Regions from separate parts of the Gossypium arboreum genome. Here region 1 is linked to region 2. A link is a contact called in public Hi-C data. All regions are on one chromosome and are shown on one strand. Each heading gives the region's core, a stretch centred on a gene start, on an enhancer-like site or on the middle of the called end of the contact. The rest is flanking DNA. Distances are from core to core; before and after follow the strand shown. Region 1 holds the start of LOC108459075 (fructose-1,6-bisphosphatase 1, chloroplastic). Region 2 holds the start of LOC108459687 (laccase-7-like).

Region 1 (6,383 bases), core at 807-3,306, 160 kb before region 2:
AGCATTTTGATTGTCTAATCATGTAATTCTTTAATTGAAAACTTCTCTCGTCATCCTTGATAGGAAAATTGTCTCGTCATCTTGTGTGCTTGAAATATGCCCATAACATGCAAAAAGGTTGAAACCCATATGTTGGTGCTCAACAGCTCAAGCCAAGTACTTCTGTAATTTCTGAACTTCATCTGCGCTTCCAATGAAAATTGGTGTACGTTGGTGTACCTGCCAATATAACATGCTAAAGCCATTAATGCTTGTCTAGTGCAAGGACATACTCCCGTTAACATTGTAATTCTTAGCCAATATGGTTCTTGTTTAAGCTGTTACCTGCTCAGGTACGATGTCAAGAATTCTTTGAACTCCATCTATTGCAGTGCCACTAGCTTGTTCTATTAAAAAGCTCATTGGTGCACACTCATATAGTAGCCTCAGATTTCCATTTTTGCTGTTCTTGTTCTTAGGGTTGCCATAGATGCCACCGCGAAGCAGCATTCGATGAATTTCACCAACAAGGCAACCTATGTAGCGGCCTGAGTATGGTTTGCCATTGGATCCTGGTTGCCTAAGGTGGTCAAGGTAGTTCTTCAGTTTGTCATCCCAGAGGTCATAATTTCCTTCATTGAAAGAGTAAATTTTACCAGACTCAGGTATTTTGATATTCTCATGTGTTAACACAAATTCTCCATAAGTGGGATCTAGGGTGAATGCAAACACCCCCTTGCCTAAGGAGATGGTGAACACAACAGAGCTTGAATATAGACAATAGCCAGCAACCAATAAATTTCTCCCTGGCTGGCAAACATTGATGATGCATTTTTCTCTCGCTTTATCAAGCTGTATTGTAAACGAGTTGAAACCATTTAGGTAAGAGATTAAAACAGTGGCCTTGTTTAAATAAATGTGGACTGCTTTTTTGCAGTTCACTTCCACTGTTTAGTTGCAGCTGTAGGATACAAAACTGCAGGTAATTTATGCTGGTTAATTGTGTTCTTGACTGTAAAAGTACCATGGAAGCCCTTGTACTATATAAGTCAGATTGTATTTAGTTTATTTATTCAAAAAATTGACAAGCTAGTCTTTGTACATTATATTAATGTGTAAATTTGTCATTTTAGTTAAAATTTTGAATAAACTAGTCTTTGTACATTAGATTAATGCTGATGTAAATAGATTAATGAAATGGATAAAATTTTGAATAGAAGAATTAATTTACTTTTTCATCTATTACATAGGAACTAATTTGTCAATCTTTTGAGTAATGGGGTAAATGCAATCTTACTCCTAATATAGGGCCTCCATGGTATTTTAACCGTTATTGTTTAAGATTAGACTTTACAGATGAAAGGATTACCGTGGAGTTATCATCAAGATCGATAAGGCATTGCTCGTCAGGGCCATATATGCCAAAGATTGATCCAGTTGTTAATGCAGTATCAATATTGGCTGATCCATCAATAGGATCAAAGACAACAATGTAGTTTCCAGAATAAGTTTCTTCAACTGCAACAGGCACATCTTCTTCCTCTGATGCTATAATCCCTGTTCGTCCACTTGATCTTAGGCAGTTGCAGAACAACTAAACTTATATTATGTACCTTGGGTTAGTGAATAAACTTCATAACATGTCATGTTATTTTTGTCTCATGTTACTAAACGACATAAATAAAACCCATTGGAAACATAGACTAACCTCATTGGATATAACGTCCAGCTTCTTCTGGTCTTCACCTTGGACATTGATAGTGCCTTGGCCGCCGGTGAGATTAATAATGCTTGATCTTTGGAGCAACGAAGCTATCTGTTTACAAGCCAAGGAGATGCTTGATAGAACAACAGTGAGCTCGGCGTCAATGTTGCCTGCTAGTTCTTGTTTCAACAGCCAAGAGGTTAAATTCTCGAGTGCAAACTGGGTCTTCCTTTGCTCCTTGTTTTGGACTTGTTGTGTCACTGTTTCCGGCAATGGAAGTTCCACCGCTTTACGTTGAACGCCGGTGGAAATTCTGTGTGCGAAACTTGGCGAGTAGTGATTGAAACGATGAAGACTATGAGGAGAGGTGGATCAATGTGACTTTGAGAAGAGGATATTGCAACAGGACGAAGTTGATATTGCCTGAACCATTTTTTCTTTTTCAGTTTTCTATTTTCCGCTGATCCTTTCTATAATTTTGGTTGTGTGTTTAAAACTTCCAATTGGGCAGTTGTTTGCTTATCTGCTTGTTGCTGACAAATGTGTGATGGTGATTATGCCTGCAATCAATCCAAATGGAAGATAGCATCCACCATATAGCCTACCAGGACCCACCTGTATTATGTCAAAGTTTCTATTTTTAGCTCTCTCATTTATATGGGTTTTTGGTTAAAAAGCCTAGTTGGTGTAAATACTAGTTATGGGCTTCAAAGCTCTGTTTCTGGAACCATGGAATTCCACTAAGGTAGTGAATTTGTATCGGTACTTCTTGTGTCCGTCAGAATGTTTTACTCTAATACTAAACCAAAACAATAAACTTTAGGTTTTGTTTTAGTCTAAATTTTAGTATTGTATTAATTGATCTTATCCACATTGACCGATAGAAGCCATTTAAAATTTAAAATTAAATTTTTTTAGTTTGGTCTTGTTAGATGGTGGGTTGTTATAAGATGATATTATTGTTTAATTATGGAATTTTTTTATTTGTTTATTTTAAGTTTGTTTAATAATAAATTGTATTTATGAAGTTTATTGAAAGGATATTTTATATAATTGATGAATATTTTATATTTAGAATTTATTTAATATTTATAAATATTTATATATACATATATAAAATATATTTAAAAAATAGTAAATCCAAAATGATATATCTGAACACAAATACATACAATAGAAAAATAATAGGTCTTACAGACATGAAATTCTCTCCAAAATCTTGTTGGGTTAAAAGTCATGGATGCTTTAAAGCCCAACCAATATGTAACTAAACTGTACAAAAAAAAAAAGAAGATAAGTTTATCTTTTAACTTTTATATTTTTGTTAATTTGGTTTTGATTTTTTAATTAAACTTGGCTTTTAACTTTTCAAAAATAGTCAAATTGTTTTTCTAACATATTGCTAATTAAAATATTAATTTTTTAACAATGTTAACATGGTAAACTGTGTGACAGTTCACGTGCTCTTTATGTTGACATAACACTATTTGTTTGTATGCCACATCAACAAATTGTTTAATAATTATAAAAAATATTAAAAAGTATAATAAAATAATTCAAAATTCAATATATATAAAAATACATAATAATTCAAAAATTAACATGAAGCACATGTGAATTGCCATATGAGTTGTCATGTTTAAAATTTAACATTTTAATCAATATTTTCGTTAAAAAATAACAATTTGACTCCTAGATTGATGGTCAAATTTGGATTTTTAAAAAGTTGATAATCAAATTTGATTCCTTTTAAAAGGAATTAAATGTAAACATTAAGGCCAAAATTTTTATTATGCCAAAAAATTATTAGTTCGGTATTTGAAGAATTTCTAAAATTAGTTTAGTATTTATTCTTTCATTTCATCATTAGTTATTTTAGTGTATTTTTCATTAAAAAACTAAAATGAAAAATACAACCAATTCAAACGAGATATGCATCCAAAATGTCATACAAGTAGTTCAAAAATTAAAAGCGTAAATTTCAAAAGAAAATTCTAAAAAATTGTCAAAATGTTATAAAAAATCTAAATTATAAAAATAAAGTTTTTTCTCTAAAATTTTAAAACCTATAAAATTATAAAATAGGAAAATCTAAACCCTCCATAAAATTCATATATATATATATTTGAAATTATAAAAATAAAAATTTAAAAGATTCTAATATGTTTGTTGATATCGAGTACAACAAGGGAGGAAGAAAAGAAGGAGATCAAAGTGGTGCAATGGAGGTTCGTTCACCTAAAGAAGCTGAGAGTCGGAACAGGGACAAGAGGACAAATTGATCAAGAAGATAATTGATCAAAGTTACCTTAGGATGCTAAAATATTGATCCCTTCTTTATCTTTCTTTAGGGTCTTTATAGGAGAGGTCCTCTTGTCCGTTAGTATGGCATGGCAGGATAAACAATTAGCCTCGCTAAATGTAATGTGTAAAGGATAATCATGGGCGTATATCATATGTCTCTATCAGTATGAGGTTCTTATGCCTAAATATACTCCTTAGTGTCTTGGAAGCGCATTCACACTAGAAGAGTGTTCACACTTAAATATAGGTGGATGCCTCTATTTAGATTGAGTGGGTGGTCTTTCCTAGAGATTTTGAAGACGAGTGGCCTGTTGAGGCATTGCTTGAGAATGAGTCAACGTATAGGTCAACAACATATTCGGTGTTAATACGTGTCCAAACAATGAAGGGGTATAACAATAGGCCCTTTGGGTTGAACAAGAGGTTATTAAGTGGCCTCTCGTAAGGCATGATCCAAAATTGGATGATGGTTTGACCCACTGAAGAAGTTGAAGAGGCATTAGACTTTTTTAGAATAACTATCATAAATGCATAGTTTTCTAGGAAAAGTGGCCATGATGAGGGGCATTAGACATTGCACAGGTGGTTAGATGTTATTGGTTATGGCCTTCGAACCCAAAACAGTACATTTATGAGGGAGAATTGAAAAATCTATAAATTTGGGCTTCTACCCTCTCTGGAACTACTTTGTTCTTCTAGAGTTCTTGCTTTTTTATTGTTTAAAATTTCATTTCAATTGTTGTATTTTGGGGTTTTCTTTATTTCTTCGTTGTTTTTTCGATTTTATTAGAAAAAAAAAATGGTTAGACTTGCAAGGTGAGATATGTAACACCCGAAATCCGACCTAAAAGTTTAGACCGAATCCAGGATGTTAAATTGATCACCGAAGTGATCGTAGGTAAATTCTTACAAAAATAAGTTATCACGTCATATTAAACTCGAACAATAAAATTTCAGTTAAGTTTAATAAATAAAACTAGAATAAAAATGACTAAAACTTAAATTGGAATTTGTACCACAGTTTTACAAAACCTTACAGTTCAAAATCTGAATGACAAATAAAAGCTTAAAATATAACTTGTATTGAATTTTGGCCAAGCTGTCTGAGACCTCTGCATACTGAGCCTAGCGTCAAAATTCAGAAGAGAGTACCTGAAAGGGAAACACTAAGAGGGGGTGAGCTACTCGAGCTCAGTGTGAGTCTAAAATAAAGCTAAAACAGAAGTACAAAATTCAAATCAGAAGCACAACAGATTTTCAGTTACTCACAGTGTCAGAAAGCACACCTGGAACTAACGTCCCAGCAGAACTTAACAATCAGAGCACATGAAGTTCACACATTAGTCTCAGCACAAATGTTAATCAGACAAATGGATTACAAATAACTAATTCTACAGTTAGAAATCACAGACAGATTCGAATGAAATGCAGTCAAATAAAAACCCACCCATCCATCCAACACACCTCTCTATCCCCCGATCACACCTCAAAAGAGCTGCTAAAGCTCATCCAACCAAACACACCAATTAGGACCTCGAAAGGCCTATCCAACCCTACACACCAAATATGTGGAATAAGCCACTCAGATAATAATACGCAGCAGGGCTAGCGTATGTGCTGTACTATGCAATGCTGTAGACCGCTGAACAAGCGAGTTGCAGTTGATAAGATAATAGTATGTAGCGGAGTCGTGCGTCTGATCTGATTGTAATGATCTGAATTTACTGTTCTAGAAAAAAGTGTATTTTCGGTCTCCGTTTCGAAAAATGGATTCGTAAATATTTATTAAAAATATTTACGAAGTAAAATGAGTGGTTAATTAGAGTTTAATTAAGTAAATTTAATTTAATTAAGAGTAATTAAGTAAAAGGACCAAATTGAATAAAGTGTGAAAGTCGAATTATAGATTAAAAGAAAATAAAAAAGACTAAAAGGGTAATTATGCAAAAAGTATAAATTGAGGCGGTTTATCGTGAAGAAAATCTAAGATTTTTTTATGTTTAGTATATTATTATATTATTATATTATTATATAATAAAAATATTTTATGTTTTAATTATATTATATTATATTATATTATATTATATTATATTATATATATAAACTAAAGAAACAAAAGAAAGGAAATAGAAACAGAATGAAACGAAGCAGAGAGCAGGGGAGAAAAAGAAAGAAAGAAAGGGAGAAAAGAGAAAATTGAAGGTTTGAAGCTTTAAGCTTTAATAGTCAATGTGGTACCGGAAATCTCGGCTAAGAAAGGACAAGACAAAGTCAACGGGAGTTAGCTCGAAAATTACGGTTTGTATTTCTATAATCCGAACTTAGTTATTATTTGTTATATTTATATACATATGGCAATTGTTAGTGTTAGAATTATGATGTTTTACAATTGGAA
Region 2 (6,638 bases), core at 2,492-4,991:
TTTAATGATTAAATTATTTAAAATTGTTAGAACTTAATTAAAGTAGTGGTTAAAACTCTTTTCAAATATTTAAATGATATGGGATTAAATATCGTATCAAGACTCTTCCGTTTCTCTTTTTTTTTTTAGTATAATTAATATATCATTCAAATCTATTTTATAGTCCATAAAATTAATTTTTCATAAACTTATAATTACTCCTCTTAATAATATTATCTTTAAAATTAAAATCCATAATTTTATTTTATTAATATAATACAACTTATCACGGAATATTTTGTATGGTAAAAAAAACCATTGAAAGTTTAAGGTGTGCGGGAGGGATAGAAGTGCATGTAATTGGTATACAAAGAATATTAGCAAATATAAAAGTGGGACAAACAACACCAAAAGGGTAGAAAATGATATGCGAAGAAATAAATTTATTATAAATAAGGTACACAAAATCTCTAACACATACATTATAGAGTTTTGAGTTTGAACAAAATCGTAGAGGTGAATTTCATTTATCATCTATTATTACACATCGGTAACTTTGAAAAAATTTAGAAGAGAAAAAGAAAACTAATATTACACGACAACTATTGCCTTGAGAATAGTGTCAGTGAAATCCTTTCCGGAGGAATAATAAAAGAAAACGAAGAATATTTCATCCTGAAAATGAACGTTAACTACTGCGATAATGAATAAACAAATAATGTCTAGCATTGTGGAAGATCCACTGGCGGCGGAGGCAAGGTTGTTTCCGGAGTTGGTCCGTTCTCAACCACGAAGGCAGTGGCCAGGCCTATTGGCAAGTGCGCGTCGAAGTGGCAATGCATAAACCAAACACCTGTTCATTTCAGATGAATTGAAACAACAATATGTTAAGCTTTCATGGGTTTACAGAAGAAGATAAACCAAATCCGTTGGATCTTAGTTAAACTGTCATTTTTACTTCCATCCTTGACCTTAACATAAGCCAGCAATTAAAGATAATCCAGATTTTCCAGAACCGAATTAAGTCAAAGATTGATTTCGAGCTGGACTTTTTATTTCAAATCCGAATCTTTGACAATTTCGGGGAATTTCTTTCCTTTTAAAGAAAGTAAATGATCGATGTTAGAAAACTAACCTGGATTATTAGCTACGAATCTGATGACAGCCCATCCTCCAACAGGTACGCCAATAGTGTGGCGGATTTGGGGGTTGAATAGATTGTACTTCAGTGTATCAGTGGCAGGGTTAAAGTTTCCAAACCCTTGCGCCAATACATGGAAATCAAAGCCGTGGAGGTGCATGGGATGGTTCTCCGCTCCAATAATAGCTGTGTTCTGCATCACCATCTCCACAGTGGAGTTGAACTTAAGCTTGGTGATCCTGGTTCCTTTTGGAGCAAATAACAGAGGTAGGTCGCCGTTAATGCTAGGGTTGGTGTAGTCAAATTGAACTGGAGGCTTGACAGGGAAATCAGTGGTGTACACTCCTCCGACATTGAAGAAAAAGGCTTGCAACAAAGACAAGCTACTAGGTGGCACGAAGGATACATTGTTCATGCTGGCCGAGAGCTTTGCCCCAACAGGTGGACCCTGGCAAGTTGTGTTTGATGGGCAGACATCGAGCGCCATCCCAACGGTGACGAACATTTTATGATCCACTTTAAGTGGGACAGGCTCCCAGTGAGGCCCACCGACCAAAGCAGTAAGGCTGGTAGAAAACTTATGAGCCGTGGGGGTGTCATTGAACGCCGGTAATACTGGCATTAGCGGCGTTCTCGAAGTCCAAGACGGTGCACCCTCATAAACGATGACACCCCTCGTTGTAGTACTATCAAATTCTAAACCAGCCGCACTTGCATAAGCTCTAGCGGCCATGTAATACGACCCAATCGGCTGATCCGCGGTTAGCAAAATGTCAATCGTCTGGCCAGAGGCGACAACCAAGACATCAGTGACATATGGGTTGGTGTAACGAGCGTCAACGGCCACAACGATCATCTTATGATTGGCTATCTTGTAAAAGAGATTGTTATCGACTGCAGCGTTGGTAATACGTAGGAGATAGGTCTTCCCTTGCTTCACCTTAAGCTTGTACATTTCTGAACCATATAATTAAATTAAGTTAAATGGAATATTAATTGCTACAGTACAACATATCAAACACGCGTATAAGCAAGGAGATCATGAATCTGTAATTACTTACGGTTTTGAGAGCATGGATAGAGATCACCGGGCCATCCATTTATTGTATAAGCATCAGAAATGTTAGGACCAGTGCCATGGGCTAGAGCCTGGTTTGCCATATCAACGACATTACCATTCCACCACTCACCTGCAAAGGCATTCCTATTTGTTAGCTAAAACCTAGGCTTAGAACCATGGAACATTTATATATCTTTTCTCATGATAATTAATGAATTCAATGTAAGATCTCGGGTTCCCGGTGGCTATATATACCTAATAGGATGGGAACTTCCCTATAGGGCCTGGGGAATGGGTAAGAGTTGCCAGCTCTGGGGCGGATGATGATTGCACCATAGAGGGTGGCACGGAGCGTGGAGGTATGAGAGTGCCACCAAAAGGTTCCTTCTTGTCTAATGATTTTGAATTTGTAGGTGTATTTATTTCCGGGGCGAATTGGACACTGAGTGATCATGTCAGGTCCATCTGCCCAGGCACTCAGCATCTGATGAATTCCATGCCTGATCAAGCAGCATAACCGTTAGAAAATAATTAAATCATATAAATGCATATCAAAAGAAAATCATGTAATAAATTTATTTGGAGTTTAGTTAATTAGTATTAAATCAGTAGTAGTTGAAAAAATGGTTCACATGAATTTTTTCTTTTTTGTTTTTTAAATGGACCACATGGGTATAAGATACACGATTGCATAATTGCATCCCATATGGTATTTTAATAAGGAGAATAATTTTTTCTAATTAATAAAACCAGAACGGAAGCCGACCTGATGAAGTATGACAATCGACGTTTTCGTCACAAAAAGACCACATTTTGAGGAATAAGTTAATAATAATTTCACAAATACTAACGGTGAAAATTGAGTAAATTCAATTGTATTCCACGAAGGTTTTTACCAGTGAATAGTCAAGTTGTAAGGTGATTTATTAAAGACATGAATAATCAGTGTGTCACCCTCTCGGGCACGGATACTTGGGCCAGGGAGTCTGCCATTTGCTGCCGTAATCACATGACGGTTGCATAGCCTATTAACAGTCAAATTTTGCACCTGCCAGCAAATTCAAATTATAAGCTTAGGGACATGGTAAACATATATGATATTATGATATTAACCTTCAAAAATGGGAAAAGAAGGGTTAAAATAGAGTCTGCCTATAAGCTCAAACTGTAATGGTTAAAAGAAAATATCAGTAAAGGAATGTGAAGGGTGTGTTTAAAAAGCCACGGCCTTTGTGATGGTATAAAGTCAACGAGCATAGAACACAGGTAAGATATAAAATGATGGCAACTGGGAGAAGTGTGAAAATAAAACCACCCCTTCTGGTTTCATGGATTTGTTTGAGTTGAAACTCTAAACCTTGTACCAGCATGGGATTCTAAAGGAAAATGATTAAAAGTAGAATCCATTACATTGAATGAGTGCTCCACTATTGCAGCTGAAACTGTTGTAGCAGCCACCATAAGAAGCAAAGAGGAAGCAAACAAGAACACAAGGCGCCCCATTTCGATTGAAAAAATAACAGAGGGAGAGGTCATGGAAATGCTTTGCTAGGAGTGAGATGCAAAGGTTGAAGAAAGGGCTTCAATTTATATTACAAGTGCACGAGGTTTCCTCTTGGAACTTTCTTCATATTTCGGGGATAGTTTATTAACTTGCGGAAATCGTTTTTTATTTGAAATAAAGATGTGAACTCAACCCTACGATATCGAGAATTAAATATTAAGGGGGAGGTCTTAGCTTGGGTATACCAATTGCTTAACAACCTAGCCAAAACGAGTGGGAAAATATTTTCTTTATGAACTGGGAAGCCAATGTGTCAGTCCAACCTTCGTTATCAAGGTGGTCAAGTTTGGCCATCAAAAGAAGTTTTTTACTTCAAACATATTAATAATATATATATTAAACAATGAAAGATTCATGGTTGTTGAAGCCCATCCTTTTGAAATTAATTATCAGAATAGTGTTTCATACTAGGATCAGAATTGACCCTAGCTTCCTTTCATAACCATGGGGTAATCTGAATTTAGTTGCAGTGCAATACTGAGGTAATTAAAGGGAAATCAAATCGAAGAGCTGCTGGCACATGCAATGCGTCAACACCTAACCTCCGGGTTTATTACTCATTCTCAGCCTTTGGCTAGTGTCTCGCTATTGCTATCGTGCAGGCTCTAAATACCCTGAAACTAAAATTAGTTTAAATATTTTTTTATATATTTTCATGTGTTACAAATATTAAAAATGAGTTTCCAAATTTTTTAGATTTATTTTGAGTTAATTTTACAACTTTTTAAAAGTGTTTCAAAATTATTTTCAAGCGCTTTTAAAGTTAAGTATGTATGTTATTGCCTTAAGTATATATTGATACTCCCTTCAAACAATCTCCACAATACTTTCCAGAGGGATAACATATTGAAACTTGATCTAAGATATCGATATCATAGGTAAGGTATTATACATTGGTAAGTCATTAGACATAACACATTTTAAAAGCGCAAATATCAATACCTAATCTTGAGGTATCGATATCAAAGTGTTTCTAGCGGTTATTTTTCTTTAATAGTATCAATATCAATTTTAGTATTATCGTAGGTTGCAGAGAGACTTTAATGCATGCAATTAATGCTTCAAACAGTTAAAAACTTCCTCCAACTACTTCAAATTGCTAGAATCCATTAAGAGGATATAAATCAAGTCTCATTACACTCAATAAAAAACAAAAACCAAGTTCAAACAATCAAAAATTAAATATTCATTGATCACATTATTTATTCTCATTTTATTCAAATTCTATTTGTAAACACTTGTTGGGTTGAGTTCATTTTTTTCTTTCAAGTATTTATTAATATTTGTGAGTGCTTAATTAAACATTGGAAACCAATACCTTTGAGATGCCTTCCATTGTTTGCTCTTTATTTTCTTTATTTGTGAGATTACTTGAGGTTTTTTACTAGAAAAATTGAAAAGAGCTAAGAGGTGTTATCTTACCAATTTAAAAGATAGAGAGTTGTAAAAGATTATACCTTGTTTTTGAAAGGTATCAACTCTAAGTTAGTGAATTGAGAAACTCTTAAAAAAAGAAGGTTAAGCGTAGATAATTGATGGGCGTCGAAACCACAAAAAATAATTCCTACAAAATAACTCTAAATAGTAGTAAAGAGTGGTAGTAGGGTCGAGTCTTTAGGGACTGATATTATAATCAACTCTCGCATTTAACTTGTGATCAAAATTTCTATCGTGTCAATAGTCGTGGAAATAGTCATGCCCATGTCTCCAAACGGAAATCAAGGGAGTTTTGAAATGTTTAGAAATTAAATAATTGAAACAACATAAATAAAAAATTAAATAATTTGGAAATAAAATTAAATTTGGAAATAAATTTGGATTTTGTAAACAGAGATAATAAGCCTTAGCCCTAAACTCAATGGATTCCGAATTTTGAATCGATCCTCGAAAATTAATTTTCTCCTCCAAACAATAAGTTGGTTATATCAATTAAGAACGTCCTAACCACCAATTCTTTCTCTCATAGCTGGTCCTGGTATGACCTGCAAACCAACCCTTACCGATTATCTAACCGAGATACACGCATTCTCAATTCAAGATTCCGACAGCCTTGTGCTCTTAAGAACCCAACTGGGTTTAACGGCCTCAACTGCGTAGGTCGTTTAAACCCGATCACTTCTCTCTTGATTTGTTCTCGGAGTTCCGAATACAACAGGGCCAACTTGTTTCCCCAACTGCCCACAAACACAACTCCAACCCAATGTGTTTTTGATTTGAAATCGAGTTAACTTTAAGGGATGAGTTGTCAATATTGATACTTAGGAAAAATGTGAATACCGATTGGAAGGATTTTTAGTAAATATATGTATCTCACGATTCCCGTCCAAGAAGATTACCGCCCTAAAGCTAAGTTGGTATTTAGTGAAGCATGAAATTATTCATGCTTTGATTGGCTATGGAGTAGATTTGAATGAAAATTGTGGAAATTGGGAAAGGAAGGGACTTGGAAAGCAATTAAACAAATTTTACAAAGAAAAAGGAATTGAAAATGGAATTGCAATAGCTTTGAGGCATGAATTTGGAAAGGAAATAAAATAATTCTTATTTAATCTAGATGAAATCAAGTGTCAGTGTCTTTCAAGCTACCTTAAAGCCTTATTTATATACATATCACTTACTAAATTTGGCTTAACCACCCAATACATAATTAAAATTTAATAAAAAATAAAATTAATTTTTTTTTCTAATTTTGGCTTTTACAAAGTCAAAAGAAATCTGATGAGTCCTTGGCTATTTCCATGTTTTTGATTCGGCTGCACTTTATTGACTATGCTGCAAATTGGTCCTTCTCTGGTCATTTTTAACTCATAGCATCCCAATTGCATTCCTGACAGGATTAAAACATAAAATCACTAATTTAGTAGGATCAATTCAAGAATTAACCGTTTTAAACA

What was found. Hi-C and Micro-C count contacts between places; a contact is called where the count stands out from the background.
Region 1: a Hi-C map of leaf shows a contact between it and region 2, with 3 times the contacts expected there. The contact joins the promoter of LOC108459075 here to the promoter of LOC108459687 in region 2. A contact is called at or near these places in 2 of 5 Hi-C or Micro-C datasets (both in leaf).

Annotation. Positions count from the first base shown.
Region 1 is chr4:107,742,983-107,749,365 of ASM2569848v2, reverse strand. LOC108459075 (fructose-1,6-bisphosphatase 1, chloroplastic) reads right to left here and starts at 2,056. Exons shown (of 4, transcript XM_017758439.2): 1 at 1,688-2,056; 2 at 1,349-1,573; 3 at 325-831; 4 at 1-219. The coding sequence starts at 2,056. The coding sequence ends at 148. LOC108457871 reads left to right here. Exons shown (of 7, transcript XM_017757057.2): 7 at 1-68.
Region 2 is chr4:107,582,677-107,589,314 of ASM2569848v2, reverse strand. It overlaps LOC108459687 (laccase-7-like), which reads right to left and starts at 3,741. Exons shown (of 6, transcript XM_017759088.2): 1 at 3,591-3,741; 2 at 3,077-3,228; 3 at 2,436-2,680; 4 at 2,182-2,310; 5 at 1,115-2,077; 6 at 470-832. The coding sequence starts at 3,716. The coding sequence ends at 702.